Regions from separate parts of the Sus scrofa genome. Here region 1 is linked to region 2. A link is a contact called in public HiChIP or PLAC-seq data. All regions are on one chromosome and are shown on one strand. Each heading gives the region's core, a stretch centred on a gene start, on an enhancer-like site or on the middle of the called end of the contact. The rest is flanking DNA. Distances are from core to core; before and after follow the strand shown.

Evidence for each region. HiChIP or PLAC-seq counts read pairs in DNA pulled down with a chosen protein or histone mark.
Region 1: a contact with region 2 is called in an H3K27ac HiChIP or PLAC-seq map of alveolar macrophages. The contact joins two enhancer-like sites. A contact is called at or near these places in 4 of 47 Hi-C or Micro-C datasets (embryonic fibroblasts, heart right ventricle and skeletal muscle) and 2 of 2 datasets of contacts at active chromatin or transcription factors (alveolar macrophages and skeletal muscle).

What each region holds. Positions count from the first base shown.
Region 1 is chr14:28,724,730-28,727,429 of Sscrofa11.1, forward strand. NCOR2 (nuclear receptor corepressor 2) reads left to right here. Exons shown (of 49, transcript NM_001044576.1): 14 at 1,519-1,573. Among named protein-coding and RNA genes, the nearest start is that of NCOR2, 83 kb to the left of the region's middle. Within about 2 kb of position 1,377, at least 57 of the 83 cell types and tissues checked have an H3K27ac peak or open chromatin away from gene starts, as enhancers often do. A contact at or near this core is called in alveolar macrophages and embryonic fibroblasts, where this site is marked.
Region 2 is chr14:28,406,240-28,408,939 of Sscrofa11.1, forward strand. No RefSeq gene overlaps it. Among named protein-coding and RNA genes, the nearest start is that of SCARB1, 110 kb to the left of the region's middle. Within about 2 kb of position 1,287, at least 23 of the 83 cell types and tissues checked have an H3K27ac peak or open chromatin away from gene starts, as enhancers often do. A contact at or near this core is called in alveolar macrophages and embryonic fibroblasts, where this site is marked.

The DNA of each region.
Region 1 (2,700 bases), core at 127-2,626, 320 kb after region 2:
TCTAACGATTTCACACTCTGTTAATCCAGTAGCTGAAGAAGGGGGGACCCAGGCTGGGCAGGTATCTGCTGGGGCCCCCCTATGACAGCTTGCACCTTTTAAGGTTCTCGGAGACCTCTTGTTTTCAGCAGAATTAATAGCACTTGGGGCCTTTGACAGTTGTGTACCAGTGGCGTAGAACTCCACCAGTTACTGGCTTTGTGACTTGGAGCTTCTATTTCCCTTGCCTGAGCCTCAGTTTCCACATCTGTAAAATGGATGTAGTCACAGTGTCTCCTTATTCAGCGTCTCTAGGTGCTCAGTGCATAACAATCAGTAAACGTCGGCGGAGGGTATAGGTTGGAGGGGGGTGAAACAGGTGCCCTAAGAGATTCTCAAGTTTGATTCCTGGTCTCCTGGGGACTCTCCCTCTGCTTGGGGAAACCTTGAGGAAAGGATTCGGGGGGAAGGAAGTGTCACTTGGGCAGGGAGAGGAGGGGAAGGGAAGATTTTTTCTGTCTGGAAAAGAAAGGCGTTGGGGTGTTTCCAGCTTTGCAAACTGCCTGAGGCAGGTTCCTAGGCTGGGAAGCCTGCCTGGGACTCGGACTCGCGGCTTCCTCTGGGAAGAGAGAAGAGGCCGTTCCGGATTCTCCAGTGTCTGGTTGGGAAGCAGGGGAGGGGCCCCCTGGCTGCCTGCCCAGCCATCTGGAGGGCTGGGCAGGACGATCGCCAGGCGCTGGCCCAGGCTCCCTCCCGGGGTCCCAGGGCCCCTGCCTTGCCAGCAGCCTCTTCTCTCCCTGGGGGAGACCTCAGGGCCGGTGGTGCTTCTTGGGGACGGGCAGGCCGAGGCTCCGCCCAGCCTCCCCAGAGCCCCAGAGCAGCCTTGACCCACATCTCCACCCCCGCTGTCCGCCTGCTCCTGTGGCCCTGACATTTCAGCCAGGCCGAGCTCTTTCCCAGTAATTCTCCTGGCAGCTCAGGAAGCCAGCTGGTGGGGCGCCAGCTCCCCGCCACCCCTCCAGCTTCAGTCCCTTCTTGCCTCCTCCTGGGCTGGCTTGCCTTCTGCCTGCCTCCCTGCGGGCGCCCAGAGCCTCTGCTCCCACCTCTCCCGGGGAGGCCCGGCGGCCTCACCAGTCCTGCCCTGTGACCTCGCCAGTGGGGGCCCCTGAGTGGGCCGGGCAAGGCCCAGCTTCCCAGGCCCAGCCGGAGATAGAAACAAAAGCAGATTTTAAAAGGGGGGGAACCCCAGCAAAGGGCTGCATGTAATGTCCTCATTTTTCCTGGAACCCGCCTCCAGCAGGACAAACAAATGTATTTTCAAAGGCGCTAAAACCAGTGACTCACTCCAAGGAACGCCCTCTCTTACCCCTCGGTCCCGCCCGCAGCCCTTCCCACACCCCCCTGGGCTTAATTGCTCCGAGTGGGGCGGCGCCCGTCCAGCCGGGCCAGCGGAGATGGCAGGCGCCCGGGAGCTCGGCGGCTGCCCAGCCGGGAAGCTCCTCTCGTCCTGGTCTCAGGGCCGCCCTTCTCTCCCTACAGGTTCATGCAGCACCCCAAGAACTTCGGCCTGATCGCATCATTCCTGGAGAGGAAGGTAAGTGCCTGCCTGCTAGCCCTGCGCCATCCGTCCCTTTTGGCGTCCACTCCTGCCGCGGCCTCCTGGGCCGGGGAGAAGGACCCTCCCACCCCGCCCACGAGGCCTCTGCCTGCTTGCTCCTTGCTTTCCTTACTGTGTCTGCGAGCACTTCCCTCCTTCCTCCCTCCTGGGAGAAGCAGCCACAGGCCCCGCCCCGGCCCTGGGGGTGGAGCTAAGGCCGGGAAACCCCAGGAGAGCTGTGTGCACTGCAGGCTTCTCCAAAGACCGCTCCTTAGACAGGGCAGCCAGCATCCTGACAGATTGGGCTCAGGTTCCAGAAGCCATATGCCATGCCTGGCCTCCTAGTTAAGGCTGGATGGGCAAGAGTGGTTGTCCTCTGGGGTCCTGGACAAAGTGACCCTTCTAGTCCCTCTGATGGTCACTCTATGTTGATAACCCTGATGCCAACCCTGGCGTGTGGCTGGCAAGTCCTCATCCCCACTGAGTAGACCTTTACATAGAACTGACACTCGAGGAGTTCTCTGGTGGTGCAGTGGGTTAAGGATCTGGTGTTGTCACTGTAATGGCACAGGTTTGATTGTTGGCCTGGGAACTTCCACAGGCCGGGGTTAGGCCAACCACCCCCCCCACACACACAGACATTTGCACCCCACCTTGGCCCCAAACCCAGCCTGGGGCAGCGCCTCTCTCTGCTCTGGCTCCCGTTAGCAGGTGGATACAAAGCATCCCAGAGAATGGGAAAGCCCCCTTTTATGCACCCACGAGGCTGGCCTAGGCAGTGGCTGGATCAGCCACAGGTAGGAAGGAGCTGGTCTGGGGGCTGGATGTGGCCCTAGGTCACAGTTGGCCATTGGACTCCACATCATCAGGGCGGAGCCAGACAAGCTTCCTGAAAAGATTTACTTTCTGGAGTTGCCATGCTGGGTGTTCTAAGCAACGTTTCCCTAAATCTTGTTTCTCAGAGGTGGGGTGCCCGCCCACCCCCAGCTTTGCAAATACCCAGCTGCTGGAGGCCTCACACTTCCTTGCTGTGGGAGGGCGGTCGGAGCAGGATCCGGGCGGTTATTTTAAAGGGTAACAGTTGTTCCCAGCATCTGCCCTTAATGAGCTGATAACCATAGAAG
Region 2 (2,700 bases), core at 37-2,536:
TTTTAGGACAGGTCACCCCAAGCTGCCCATAATGATGTCAGTAACAGCCAGGCCTCGGGCAGAAGCCAGTATTGGCTTTGCCTGTGGAGTGGGTATTGCAGAGCTGATACAAGACACATAGGCACCAAGTTGGGGAGGAAGGCCCCACACAGCTCAGAAAACCTCAAGGTGGAAAGCTTTCCATTCAAGCCCCTTCAATACCTAAGTCAGGAACCTGGTAAAAGGAGGACGTGGGGAATTTCTGAGAGGATGCCAACATTTCCAGTGCCTCGCATAACATTTCGTGTGCTCAGTGCCTGCCTTGTCTTAGGCCTTTCAGTCCCTACAAATTCCTACCACAAGGAAGAATTCACCCCAAATTACAGATGAGGAAACCAAGGCTCAGAGAGGTTGAGTGGGCTGGCAAAAGTTGCACAGTTAGGCAGCGAGGCAGCTGGGATTCGAACCCAGGTCTTCTGCCCCCAAATCCTATGCTCATCTCTCATGATATTCTTGGGAACAGGAGGAAAATAGAGGCAAAACAGTCCTGGGCCCCCATCTACTCTCCTGGACAATCCAGCCAAGGCTATTTTTTTAAAAATGATTTTTGCCCTGGTGACCGAGAAGAGCTGTCACCTGCTGAACGCTCTACCTGGACACTCTCATTCCATGATCACAGTGCCCCGCAGAGGCCCATTATACAGAAGAAGCCATCAAGGCTCAGGGAGGTGAACTGACTTAGCCAGACGGCCAGCTAGCATCGGGTGTCTTTGTGGAACCAACTTGGCATTGAGCCCTGGGGGCAAAAGGAGGTACTGGGGGCAGGTACAGGGTCAATGAGGTTCAGGCACATGTTCCCTGGGGCCCATTGGGAGGGAGCTGCCATGGCTGTGTCTCTGGCTGTGACCCCGGGCAGGGTAAGTTCTAGGGTAAGTCCAGGCCCCTGTGAGTTCATCTCCCAGGAGAGAGGAATGGCCGCGGACCAGACCAGAGGGTGTACACCAGTGGCCCATAGACATGTTGACTTTGGCTTATGCAGTGGTTAAAGGGGGAAAAAATCCTGAATTAGTGGCCAATATTGAAAAAAATCAAAGGATTTCTTGGAAAAATCAGCGTTACAGCTACTTTTGCAAAATCTAAGGATCTGGCCACACTGATCCCTCATGCTTGCCTGGCAGCTGTCCCCCCACCCCCCACTGTCCCCAGGGGTCTTTGCTGCTCCAAACAGAGATGTCTAGTCTCTGTGTCATGGCCCAGGCCAGCCATGCTCGATTAATGCTGACGTGCCTTGGTGGCATCTGGGCCCACAACTTTGCACAGAAAGGGTGAGTCACTTGCCTCTGGGAACGGACTTCTAGAAGCTCACAGAGGGCTGTCTGGGATGTGGGAAGACATTCTGAGGAGTGCATCAGGGGTGCCTGGACCTGCAGCCTGCAGCCCCTCATTTCCATTCTGCTGCCACCCAGAAAGCCACCGCTCAACTCTCCATGTTTTATCTGGAGACGCAGCATTGAACGGGGCGGGGGTGGGGTGGGGTGCGGGGAGCAAACCAGACTGAGATGAGGAGACAGAGATAGTGGTCGCCATGGTGAGCCTGGCCCTCCCCCTCCCCCCAAGGTGCCCACTTCCGGAACCTGAGAGCACGTGACCTCACCCGGCAGAAGGGGCCTTGCGGATGTGATGCCCTTAAGGGGCCAGTCTCCTGGATTTTCTGGGAGGGGTGCCCGGTGTGATCACAAGGAGAGTCAGAGTCAGAGAAAAGGTATGAGGATGGCAGCAGAGGTCAGGGAGCCTTGTCCTTTGAAAACAGAGGAAGGGACCACGAGCCGAGGAATGGATGTGGTCACTAGAAGCCAGCAAAGACAAGGAACAGTTTCTGCCTCCTTAGGGGAAGCAGTCCTACCCACGCTTTGATTTTGCTTCTGACCTTCAGAACTGCAAGAGCAGAAACGTGTTACCTTAAACCTAGAGATTGGCGGTAATTGGTTACAGCGGCCCTGGGATGACAGTGCTGCTGACAGCCAAGCCACATAGCTATGCAGCTACGTCAAGGCCCTGACCTCGTAGATGTGCCTCTCTCTCCAGGGAGGCATTTACTCTCAATAATCTGATGAAGGAGGCATTACTATTATTATTATTATTATCTTATTTAGGGCTGCACCTGCAGCGTATGGAAGTTCCCAGGCTAGGGGTTCACATTGGAGCTGTAGCTGCTAGCCTACACCACAGCCACAGCAAGACAGGTTCCAAGCTGAGTCTGTGACATACATCACAGCTCAGAGCAATGCTGGATTCTTAACCCACTGAGCAAGGCCAGGAATAAAACCTGCATCCTTGTGGATACTGACTGGGTTGTTACTGCTGAGCCACAATGGAAACTTGCCTTTTTTTTGGGGGGGGTGTCTTTTTAGGGCCACACCCACGGCATATGGAAGTTCCCAGGCTAGGGGTCAAATCAAAGCTGTAGCCACTGGCCTATGCCACAGCCACAGCAAGTCGGGGTCTGAGCCGCGTCTGCGACCTACAGCAGAGCTCACGGCAACGCCAGATCCTAAACCCACTGACTGAGGCCAGGGATGGAACTTGTGTCCTCATGGATGCTAGTTGAGTTCATAAACTGCTGAGCCAGGGTGGAAACTCCCCACAATGGAAACTTTGAAGGAGGCATTGTTGTTGTCATCCTCTCCACACTTCAGGCAAGAAAACAAGGCACAGAGAGGG